Regions from separate parts of the Zea mays genome. Here region 1 is linked to region 2. A link is a contact called in public Hi-C data. All regions are on one chromosome and are shown on one strand. The core of a region is the stretch at or near the end of the contact, and the rest is flanking DNA. Distances in the headings are between cores, read along the strand shown.

Region 1 (6,311 bases), core at 3,786-6,285, 210 kb after region 2:
ATGGCTCATGCACTCACGCTCGCTCCTCTTCAGGGGCAGAGGGAGGGGGGCCAGCGGGGGCCACAGCCCCTGCCAACGTCAACAGATTATTATATGGGCCACGTGATCACAGGCTCACAACCCAGACCCACACCATTGTTTATTCCTAATTCTGTGCACTATGCTGACCTAATTTATTTTGGCCGCCACAGCCTATAGGCATCAGTGCAGCACCACGAATCCACCTGCAGACCTGCTCACCGCTCGCTGCTTTTTCCTCTTGCGGTCTTGCCGACTCGCCACCCAGCAGTGATACAGGCAACCGTAGGCCGTAGCGTCCGTCGGGTTGTGCGCCTGTGCGTGGCGCCGTGGCGGCCAGCGCTACGCTGGCGCTCTCCATCATCTGCTGACCGCTACCCGCTGGTACTCGCCGATCTCCTCAACCCCGCTGTCATGTATCGGTAGATGCCTAGATGGTTGATTTATTTAATTTGCCTACTGTTCAGGCCTCCTCTTCAGCACAATCTACTCTAAAGGTTTCAATCATTTGCCTACTATTTTTGTTGTGCACTGTGCAATACTTTATTTATTTAATATTTTAATTTACTTGATATTGGTTAAGTAATGTCTCTATCGGTAGATGCTAATTTGTCCTATTATGTTTTTTATCTTAAAGGACAATCATGGTATTCAAAAGAACAACAATTGATATTTTTTATAAGAAAGATATTGTTGTCGATGTCCCAAGAGAACAAGAACAAAATAGTTCTGATTCTGAGCAAGAACAAAATAGTTATACCATATTGAACCGATTCTTGAGAAGCAAACAAGTGATGAAGTCAAGGCAAATAGATTGCGGCTTAGAACATCAATTGATGCAGTCCGTTGGTTAGTATTTCAAGCTTGTCCCTTTCGTGGACATGATGAGTCTGCTAATTCAAAGAACCAAGGTAATTTTCTTGAGATGGTAAATCTAATTGCATCATATGATGAGGAGGTCAAAGCTGTTGTATTGAGTAATGCTCCACAGAATGCTAAATACACGTCACATCAAATTCAGAAGCAGATATTGGACCTTATAGCTTTTAATGTGCAAACAACTATTCGTGATGAAATTGGTGATGCCAAATTTTGCTTGATTGTTGATGAATCAAGAGACTAGTCAAGAAGAGAACAAATGGCAGTTGTTGTTCGGTTTGTTGACAAAGGGGGTTTCATTCGAGAGCGTTTTCTTGATCTTATTCATGTTCATGATACATCATCTGCCACTCTTAAGAAGGAATTGGACTTTGTTTTATCACATCATAAATTAGATGTTCAAAATATTCGTGGACAAGGATATGATGGTGCTAGTAATATGCGTGGAGAGTGGAATGGATTACAAGCAAGTTTGTAGAAGAGTGCCCTTATGCATATTATGTTCACTGTTTTGCTCATCAATTACAGCTAGCTCTTGTAGCTGCATCTAAATAGGTAACAAAAGTTCATAATTTTTTTGAACATCTTGCTCTTATTGTCAACACGGTTGTGTCTTCTACTAAGAGAAATGATGATCTACGTGCTAATCAAGTTGCTGAAATAGAGCACCTCATTGAGCTTAACGAGATTGAAACAGGAAGATGTATTAATCAAATTGGAACTCTGCAACGTCCTGGTAAAACTAGGTGGAGTTCTCATTATAATTCCATTTGTAGCCTTATAAAGCTTTACAAGCCGACATTCTTAGTGTTGAAAGATATTGCTATTGCAAAAGGTTCAGGAACCACAGTTGCTGTGCGTGCGAAGGCTGTTGGTGCTATTAAGTTGATGATGTCATTTGACTTTATATTTATTATGCATGTTATGAAGGAATTAATGGGGGTTACAGATTTACTCTGCAAAAAGCTACAACATAAATCTCAGGACATTGTGAATGCTATGGATGATGTTGCCACTACCAAAAGGTTGATTCAGAACCTGAGAGACCATGGTTGGGATAGACTTATTAATGATGTGACAGTATTTTGCAATAAGCACGAAATCATTATTCCAAACATGACTGAAGTATATGCGGACTACATTCGATCTCGTGCAGGGAATGAGATCACAATTGAGCATCACTAAAGATATGATATTTTCACTAGTGCAGTTGATCAACAAGCTCAAGAACTAAACCACAGGTTTAGTGAACAAGTTACATAACTTCTGATATTATGTGCTTCTTTAGATCCTAAGAATTCATTCAACTCATTGAAAATTAATGATGTGTGCTCTCTTGCTGCAAAGTTTTACCCTGCTGATTTTTCTGAGCAAGAAAGAAGTATCTTAAGGCTTCAGTTGCAACGTTATGAATTTGATGTAACTTCAAATTCGAAGTTTTAGAATTTGACAACTGTTGCTGATTTTTGTCGCTGGCTAGCAGAAACTGGGAAATCAGATGAATATTATTTGATCGACAGGTTATATACCATTTTATATTCAATTTAGTATTATTTTCTATCGGTACAGAAAAACTCATACATTTCATCAACATGTTGATTCGGCTTGTTCTAACTCTACCAGTTTCAACAGCAACGACGAAGCGTGCCTTTTCTACGATAAAACTTGTTAAGACAAGGCTTCGAAGTAGGATGGAAGATGAGTTCTTAAGAAATTGCTTAATAACTTACATCGAGAAGGAGACAACAATTCAGTTTGCAACAGATAAACTTATTGATGACTTCGATGCAATTCAAACACGCAGAGTAGCACTCAAGTAAAACATGTGAGTTCTTTTAACAATTTGTTTTGCTGAATTTAAATTATGTGAATGTAAAATTACTAAAATTTTACTTACTATGTACATACGATTGATTTGATACTTATAATTATTATTATTATTTCTTACACTACTATATACTATGGTCTTGTTGGCCTCTCCTATATCTTCTTTCTAGCTCCGCCCCTGCTCCTCTTGCCCATGCCCGTCCGCATGCTCTCGAGTTCTCGACCGTCCACGTAAGGGGAGGCTGTTGCAGGTCCGATCCGCGCAAGGGGAGGCTGTGCGCCAGCGGCATTGTTCGCTCCACGCCGTAGCCGTCCGTCCGCTCCCCCATCCAGCGCCCGTCTGCTCCTCTGCCTCTGCTTATGGACAATGTCGGCTGCTTGGAGCTTTAGACTGTCTACTCCTCTGCCTCCGCTTGGCCTAGACAGTGTTGGCTACTTGGAGGTATATTGATATTTTCCTATGTTGATATATTGATATTTCATATGTTATTTAAAACTACATTTAAACTGTTTAAAAGTTAAACTTCACCCAAACGTTTAAGTTAAACTTCACCCAACGTTTCGTTGTTTTTAATAACCTTGATAATATAAACCTATTAAACCTAATTAATCTATGATTTACTCATATGATGCTACAATAAATATTTGCTAATAATGAATTAATTAAATTTAATAAATTTGTCTCGTCATTTTATGTTTTAGCTATAGAATTAGTTTTATAATTATACTATATTTAATACTCCCATCCCACCAAGAAAGTCGTCCAACGATTCAAAATTTGTCCCGCAAAGAAAGTCGTCTCGCACCCTGACTCACCGTAGGACCCGCCATCATCTTATCCCCATCCTCTTTCTTCAATATCTCTCTCTCCCGTTCTCCACATCGGCTTTGACGGCCTAGCTTGCCCCGTTCTCGGTCTCCAAAACGACTTTGACGGCCTAGCTTGCCCCGTCCTCGGCGGCGGCGTACCCCGCACATTCGCCCAGCGGTTAAGGTGGCCCTGCCCGCGCATTGGCGGAGGCAACCCCGCTAGCACCCCAGCGGTGGAGGTAGCCCCGCGTCGACACTCGATGGTGGAGGCAGCACGACGGTGCCTAGCTCGGTCGCATCCATGGGCCGGCGGCATGGACAAGATCCACGACGACACCGACCAATGCAGGCTCGTCCTCGTCCTCCGCTGTGCTGCCTCGAGAAGCTAGTCAATGGCGTGGCGCTCGAGTTCATCGAGCCAGTCAATGGCGAGGAGGGCATGATAGTCTTTTCCATTTCCGGCTAGTTTCAGCTGTAGAGCGACAATCTTTGTGGGACGAAGGAGTACTCGTGATAGGCATCTAAATACTTAATGTAACATGTGTTAAACTTCTCTAGAACCAAACGGCCTCCTAAATCCATGATTCCACATGGGAATTATAGGAGATTGACCCAAAAAAATTAACTTGTTTTTCAATCCCATCCAAACTAAAAGACAAGAGCTCTGTTTGTTTCAACTTTTTTAGCTTCTGGCCACTAGAAGCTGCTACAGACTGTCAAACATTAAGCTTTTCAATCCGTTTATATGAAAATCACTTTAGTCAATACATCAACGTGAATACAGAATAGACCGAATCGATGCGGTGCACATGAACTAACAAATTTATAAAACAATCTAAAAAATTCATACATATTTTTTCCATCCTACTCCTATTATATAGAAAAATCCAAGTTCAAATTCATTATGTTTTAGCTGTAATAAAAAAGAACATTTTAGCCGATTTTTTAATTTAAACTTGTCAGAAATTTTATCTCTTGCTATAGGTAAAATAAATGAATTTAAACTTAAAATTTTGTATATAATTCGAGTAATATAGAAAGAATATATATGAATTTTTTAGATTTTTTTGAACTTCTTAGTTCCTGTATACCATATGTGAAAAAAACTCATGTGCATAGGATATGCATAGGATATGTTAACCCTATAATTTTTTTATGTTACTCCCTGTATAATCACCATTATATTCAGATTCCACAGAGTAAAACTCATAAAAAAAGTTGAACTGACCAAGTCCATGAAAGTCCCCTTCGCTTTCCCTTTCCCGTTCTCGCGCAAAGCCACCTTTCACTTTTCCTTGCTCCGCCTCTCCTGGGTCCCTCCCTGCCCCCCTTTCCAACTAGGGTTTATCACTGGCCGGGCTCGTCACTGCATAGAGTTCCACAAGCTTCGCGGGGCGATGGTGTCGCCGCCGGCCTTTGCGGCGGCGGTCGCGGTGGTGGCCGTGCTGCTATGCGCCTCGGCTGCCGCCAACCCCGCAGGCGGGCCCCACATGGCGGACCTGAGCGTGCTGTTGCCCCCGCGGATGACAAAGCCTGTCGAGTACCGTCTCATCGGCGGGGATGGATGCTTCTCCTGGTATTCTTCTGTAGCCGTCCTTTGCCCACATTTTTTTGCTTCGGTGCTCTGCGTGATCGCTCGCTGTGGAGTGCCGTTCTGCGACATGCGTTGCTCCGTTGGTTTCGTGGAGTGTCTCCACGTTTGGTTGTTGCTACAGCTTGTAATTATGGATGGTTTATGTTTCGTGATTTGCTCCATGCTCTTGCTTGCTTCAGACAGTGGCCCTGATGTGAACCATGGTGAACCCACAGGATAGCAGTTTGGCCATGGTTAGGGCTTTTGGGGAACTGAAGTTGTACCCTTTTACTTGGAGTAGTTGATTTTCCATGTTTGTAGCTTGGGCATGACGCTAAATCTGTTATGTTGACCTTTAATTAAGTTAGGTATGCAGCCTGCAGGCAACCAGTAGGTGTCTGGTCTCTTGGTCAAGGTCGATTTTTGTTGTAAGCATAAGTCACAAATGTTTTTGTGCTCGCCCGTGCATGTGCATGTTGTAAGGGTTATTACCTCTTTTTTCTCTTAATACAAATATGCACAACTCTTTTCTGTGTTCGAGAAAGCCAGTGTCTACACTAGATCAGAATTTGGGATGCACATCACATTTTCAGGGCGATAGTCACCCGTGCTTAGTTGTTTGATTCTGTATCTGTAAATGTTTTATTTAGTAGCAATGTACTTCAAGTATGTAGAATCATCTGGTCAGTTGAATCATTTTACTTATGCATGGATGTATAGGGAGCGCAAGTTTTTTCCCCACAAATTAGAAACTGTTCTAGTACCATGCTTCTGTCCTACTTATGGAGACGGGGAGTTCCCATTTCACAATGTTAAGAGGGTAATGCCTTTGTTTTCTTTGTTTACAGGTCATGGGATCATCATGACCTTATTTCAGTTAAACCAGAGTATAATGATAGCAGCAGATGCTCGACTAGTGCTCGTTTGGCATCAATTGCCCCATACTCTGGCCGGAGGGAGACTTCTGTCTATGCGACTGATATCATCAGTGGAATCACGATACACTGCAAAGTATTCGTAGACAAGATCTCCCGGATCAGTATTTTCCACCATGCTGTTAAAATTGATCTAGATGAAATTGCTACATTACGTATACATGCCTTCGATGATGAAGGTAATTCATATGAACCTTTTGTATCTTTCATTCTTACGTTATGAAATTGACATAGTACATATAAACAGTGATACTGCTTTTTCTATCTAG
Region 2 (6,092 bases), core at 1,664-4,163:
TTTATAATATAGTCTAAGATATAAAACACTATTTAATTTTATACGTCCATATCCACCGTTCCACTTGAGATGGCCTACGGAGGCGACATGCGAGCCACCAAAAGGGTAGCCGCCGCCGCTTTGTGATGGTGTTTGATGCACGTATCTGGTGTGACCAAATAAACGTTGGGTTTGTCTCATCAACGACTTCGCCGCTTAACGAGGATACCAAATCCGACTAGAAGCCATGCAAGTACCAATCCCGCCGCCGTTGTCTCCCAGACTTCCTCCCAAATGTAAACGCAGCCAGCTGGGATTCGAGCGCTGGCTCACCCAGGTTTTTTTTTTGTCTGGAACAGTGTTCGGTTATTCCCATTATACATAAATTAGATGGGATTAAAAAAACTTAAAAAAATTGAATTGTTTGAGATTTAAATCAACCTAGTTCTACTAAGAACTAACCAAACAAGCTCTTAAAGCTTTTCTATTTTTTTGTAGTGTTGTCTTATGGATAGATGTACTATAATAGTCAGAGAAACGTGCTCATCATCATTGGAGGTGCTTACCATCATTGGAGGCCGCCTTCGGTGTCTCTCAGCTGCGTGTTTGTATTTTAGTTATTTTCGTTATAGATTGTAGTTCTAAGCTCAGAGTAGGTGTGCGTGGGTTTAGATAGTATAGCTTGTAATTGAAGGACAAGGCAATCAAAAAAATGTAAACGCCAACTAGGCGGCAAGTCCCAAGAGGCACCAACAACAGAAACACCAAGCTCCTTCCATGGCCATGGATCATTTTTGGGTGCTGCTCATACAGATTCAGGCAGCAATGCTTGTTTGTTGCAAAAAAATAGAAGTGATGGTTTGGATTGGTTCACTTGATTGTTGCTGCAAGGTAGAGAGTAGGTTTGTAAAGAAGAAAGAATACACTGTACTTACCATACGTATTAAACAGGAGCCCCTTCTGCGAGTTTGGTCACCGAATTCGAAGCAAAGAAAAAGCATGCAGGAGAGAGAAGTGTATAAAAAGAACCAAAGCAACGTTTCTTGTGATGACTGACTGATTAAAAAGCAATGAATTGGCTCTACGCCCAATCACTAGTACTGGCTGGCGCGAGAGGAGAGCGCGGCGTCCCACGGCGTCATGTCCATGGGGTAGCTCCCGAGCACCCTGAGGAAGGAGGTGAACTCCTGGATCTCCGCGAGCGCGTTCTGCGCGCGGACGTCGGCCATGGACGCCTGGAAGTCGATGTAGAACATGTACTCGAAGTGCTTGGCGGTGCCGACGTTGGCGTCGTCGACGAGGCGGATGGGGCGGTGGCGGTGCGGGCGGCTCTCGATCTTGGTGAGGGAGATGTCGCGGAAGGCGAAGGCGGAGAGCACCTTGAAGAGGACGGAGGTGCCGTCGGTGTCGTGCGCGAACACGATGCTGGTCTTGAACGGCCGGTCGGTGCGCGGGATGATGGGCTCCCGCGCCAGCATGACGAAGCGGGTGACGTTGCCGGCGTCGTCCTGGATGCCGGCGGCGAGGACCTGGAGGCCGTAGAGCTCGGCGGCGCGCGCGGACGCGATGGCGGCGGTGTCCCGGAGGCCCCCCGCGGCGATGTGCTCGGCGGCGCCCGCGGTGTCGTCGAAGGCCTCGCGGGCCACGTTGAGGCCCATGGCGTTGAGCGTCAGCTCGCACTGCGCCAGCGCCTGCGGGTGGGAGATGACCCGGGTGAGCAGCTCCCGTCGCACCCCGGGGAGCGCGAGGAGGCAGTGGTGGACGGGGAGCTGGACCTCCCCGACGATGTGGAGGCGGTGCCGGAGGAGGAGGTCGTAGTTGCGGTGGATGCTGCCGCCGAGGGAGTTCTCCACGGGGAGCACGGCGCGGTCGGCGATCCAGAGCTCGACGGCCTGAAAGGCCACCTCGAACTGGTCGCAGGGGATGGCGTCGCAGCCTGGGTAGGCCTTGGCGGCGGCCGCCTCGCTGTAGGCGCCCGGGACGCCCTGGTACGCCACGCGGAGCTGCGACCCGTGCATGGGCGCCGGGGACAGGTCGCTGATGCTGAGCGGGCGGGGGAGGTTGGACACGGGCACCAGATCCAGCTCGTCCGGCGTCGGCGTCGCCTCCAGGGCTGGCGGGGGCTTCTGGCCGTTGACCCGCGGCGCTGGCTGCGCGTTGTTGTTGCTGCTGGCATCGTGGCCGGCGCCGCCCGTGCTGTTGCTGGCGAGGATGGCGCAGGCGGCCTGCCAGTCGGCGCGGGCGAATGGGGCGGTGGCGCGGCACGCCTGGGACGCGAAGCGCGTGGATCTGCACCAGGCTGCCGGGCGGAGCTGGTGGCGCGGCGCGGCGGAGAAGGCGTCGAGCAAAGCTGCGGCGTCCATGGAGACGGGCGCGTGGATTGGATTGGATTGGCCCGGCGGTTTGGTCCCCCCCGCCCCGTGTGGCCGTGTTCCCTTCCCGGGTCGTGGTGGCTGCTTTTTTTTCTCACACCGCCAGCTCTGGTCTGGTCTGGACGTCTGGTTTGTTAGGTAGGTGGGAGGGGTTAGGTGGGGGAGTGGGAGGGGGAGCGGAGCGGAGCCGGAGGCAGCCTCGTGCCGATGCGTTGCGCGGCGCGGGGTGGTTTTTACGGGGCAGGTGCCGTGTGTGTTCACTTCTCTGCCTGCGCGGCGACGCGACGGACGGATGGATGGATACGGCAGATGGCAAAGCAAAACATCGTCGCCGACTCGCCGTGGAGTGATCAAACACTCCTCCATCTCTACCAACGGCCCGTGCTCGAAGCCATCCAGCAAAAGCCTTGTGGCCTGGCCTCCGTCTTCGCCGCGGGCTATAGGAGCAGCCACCGGCCATCGCTTCCTGGTGCACGGAGCTGCTACAGCTCTCAAGCTTATTTGTCTATCTTATAGGCGCTTTATTTTCCCTCATCTCAAAATGGATATTATTGTTTTGATTGCGAAGATTTGTGTTGGCCTCTGAATATGAAGGTGATGGGAGGTGCCCTTCCTTCGTATACGCATTGCTGACACGCCGATGCTACTAGAGGTGAAAAATTGTCAGAAAACACTAAAACCATTATTGTTTTCATTTTCTTATCGAAAACGGTAACTCCGGAAACGAAAACGATATCGGTATTTTAAAAATATTAAAAACGAAAGTTCGATACAGAAAATACATCGGCGTCGATCAGAATCTAAAATACAATCGGTAATCATATCAATACGAAAATATCTCAATATAACAATTTCGCAATACAACAAAGTTTACAAATATCACAAAGACCATAAGTTCACAGCTCACAAGTTCACAACTCACAATATCACAAGTTCACAATATAACAAGTTGATCACACAAGTCACAAGTTCACAATTTAACAAGTTGAACACACAGATCACAAGGTCACAAGCTCACAATATAACAACTAGATCACAAGTTCACGATAAAACGAGAGGGAACCGTCCGTGAAGCTTGATCTCCTATAGGTCACCGTCCGCCGGAACCCTAGCCGCCGACACACCGTGGCTGTGCCGGCGCGGCCGCACGGGCACTCAGCCAAGACGCCCAGATAGAGGCAGCCTTCAGTCATGGGCTCATTGCCTCACAGAACGGCGTGGGCAACAGCCAAGAGCCAACAAGCTAAGTCACGAGCTCACAAATTCATCCAGTCATAGGCTCATGGCCTCATGAGCTATTGGACTCCCTTACAAGTTAGTGAAGTCACACCTCACACGGACGGTCACAGCCTAGTAGCTCACAAGCTTGGCCGGCTTACTAATTTCTGGAAATTCTCATTCTAAATTCTGACTAAAATCGGTAACAGATGAAAACGGTCTGTAAAACGTCGTGCCGATTTTGATACCGATTCCAAAGTAAAATCCTGACAACCGATACCGTTTCGAAAAAATACCGTTGCCGACTGATCCGATCATAAAAAATCAGGAAACGGTATCCACAATTTCGAAAAATTCCGAAACCGTTTTCATCCCTACATGCTACCACCACTGGCTCCTGCTATCAGCAATGATGGGTTGTGGAGTGAGGCGACCAATGGTTGAATGGGAGCCAATCAATTTTTTGCTGCCAAACACTGAAAATATGCACTTCAGTTCAATTGAGATAAAATAAGCACTCAAACCAAAACCATATCAGCAAACCAGTAATCTCATGATTATAAAATGTTCCTAAGACTCACACGAGACCAGCAAAACAAACATATCGCAAATCGGACACCGAAAAGTCCAAATCGGTCCAAAACTGTGCCGCTATCTAGTGCTGATTTCAGCAGCACAAAATTCAGTTCTCGGATGCGAAATTGAACCAAACGAACTCCGATTGAGATAAAATTTTAACACCTTGACAAAAGTGTTTCTATGGTCTCCACAAATTTTGAGCTCAGTCGAATACGGTCAGAATTGGGGTTTTGATGGGGTTTTCTCAACCGAACTCAAAATGGGATCAAATCAGATAATGACTAAGAACTGCACCGACTGGGCGTATAGTGTCACACCTAGATTTAAGGGGTCCAAAACCCGAGCGCGAAATAATCACCAAGTGTGCTAGGATCAAGTCTCACACATATGATGACACATGCACAGAAACGAATGTCACATCTTTAATATATAACAGAGTTCTGTACAAAATAGTTAAATAATTACATCATACGAAGACAACGATACAACAACCAAAGTTGACTGGGGGACGACGACCTAGACCTCTCACGATCTCATCACATCATCCTCCATGCGCCTCATCATGTGGTACCTGTTCTTGACCTGGGGGATGTGAGTACAACAAGGGTGAGTGAAAGGGAAATAGGGTTAATCTTTTCCCAATATTAATTTTGGTGGTTGAATGCCCAACACAAATATTGGACTAACTAGTTTGCTCTAGATTATATGTTCTACAGGTGCATAAAGGTTCAACACAAACCAATAAAAGATTGGAGTTAGGGTTTAAATACAAAGGAGCAAAGAAACTGAGTGTGCTCTGGTCTGGCGCACCGGACTGTCCGGTGTGCCACCAGACAGTGTCCGGTGCACCAGGTCCGTACAAAGATCAACTAGCCACTCTCGGGTTTCTTCAGCCGCACTCCGCTATAATTCACCAGACTGTCCGGTGCACCAGCGGAGCAACGACTACTTGGCGCAACGGTCGACTACAAAAGCTAAAGAACAGAGGAACAGTGCGCAACAGTGCGCGGCAGAGTCAGAGGCACACCGGACAGTGAACAGTGCATGTCCGGTGCCGCATGAGGACAAAGCCTCCAACGGTCGACAGCTCCCGAACCCTAACGGTTGGGTGACGTGGCTGGCGCACTGGACAGTGTTCGGTGGCGCACCGGACTGTCCGGTGCGCCCATCGACAGCAGCCGCCCCAACAGGTTGTTTGGTGGTTGAGGGCTATAAATACCCCCAACCACCACCACTCCAAGCATCCAAGATTTCTGAGCATCACATTCATTACAAGAGCTCTAGCATTCACTCCTAGACACAATTCAAAAGATCAAAGCCTCTCCAAGTCCCTAATTCATCTCAAACACTTAGTTACTTGTGAGAGAGTGATTTTGTGTTCTTTCGAGCTCTTGCCTCTTGGATTGCCTTCTTTATTTCTCATTTCTTTTCTCAAGTGACTTGTAATCAAAGTAAGAGACACCAAGTGTGTGGTGGTCCTTGCGGGGTCTAAGTGACCCAGTTGATTAAGGAGAAAGCTCACTCGGTCTAGGTGACCGTTTGAGAGAGGGAAACGATTGAAAGAGACCCGATCTTTGTGACCACCTCAACGGGGACTAGGTTCTTTAGAACCAAACCTCGGTAAAACAAATCACCGTGTTCATCCGCTTTATTTCTTGGTTGATTTGTTTTTTCCTCTCTTTCGGACTCGGATTCATTCCTAACGCTAACCCTGGCTTGTAGTGTGTGCTTAAGTTTATAATTTTCAGATTCCGCCTATTCACCCCCCCCTCTAGGAGACTTTCAATTGGTATCAAATCCCGCTGCTTCATTAGAGTCTAACAACTTGAAGTGATGTCGAGAGGATCCGCCAAGAGGGAGATGGAAACCGGCGAGAAGGCCACAAGCCACGGGAAGGCTCCATCAAGGGAGTCCGGCACCAAAGCCAGAGAGGGATCCCCTCTC

What was found. A called contact is a pair of places that touch in the nucleus more often than the background predicts.
Region 1: a Hi-C map of tassel shows a contact between it and region 2, with 2.9 times the contacts expected there. The contact joins the promoter of LOC100384390 here to the promoter of LOC103647269 in region 2. A contact is called at or near these places in 2 of 25 Hi-C or Micro-C datasets (ear and tassel).

The regions. Positions count from the first base shown.
Region 1 is chr2:170,553,089-170,559,399 of Zm-B73-REFERENCE-NAM-5.0, forward strand. It overlaps LOC100384390, which reads left to right and starts at 5,036. Exons shown (of 36, transcript NM_001349059.1): 1 at 5,036-5,110; 2 at 5,956-6,221. The coding sequence starts at 5,058.
Region 2 is chr2:170,347,548-170,353,639 of Zm-B73-REFERENCE-NAM-5.0, forward strand. LOC103647269 (arogenate dehydratase/prephenate dehydratase 6, chloroplastic) reads right to left here and starts at 2,914. Exons shown (of 1, transcript XM_008671821.4): 1 at 738-2,914. The coding sequence starts at 2,717. The coding sequence ends at 1,074.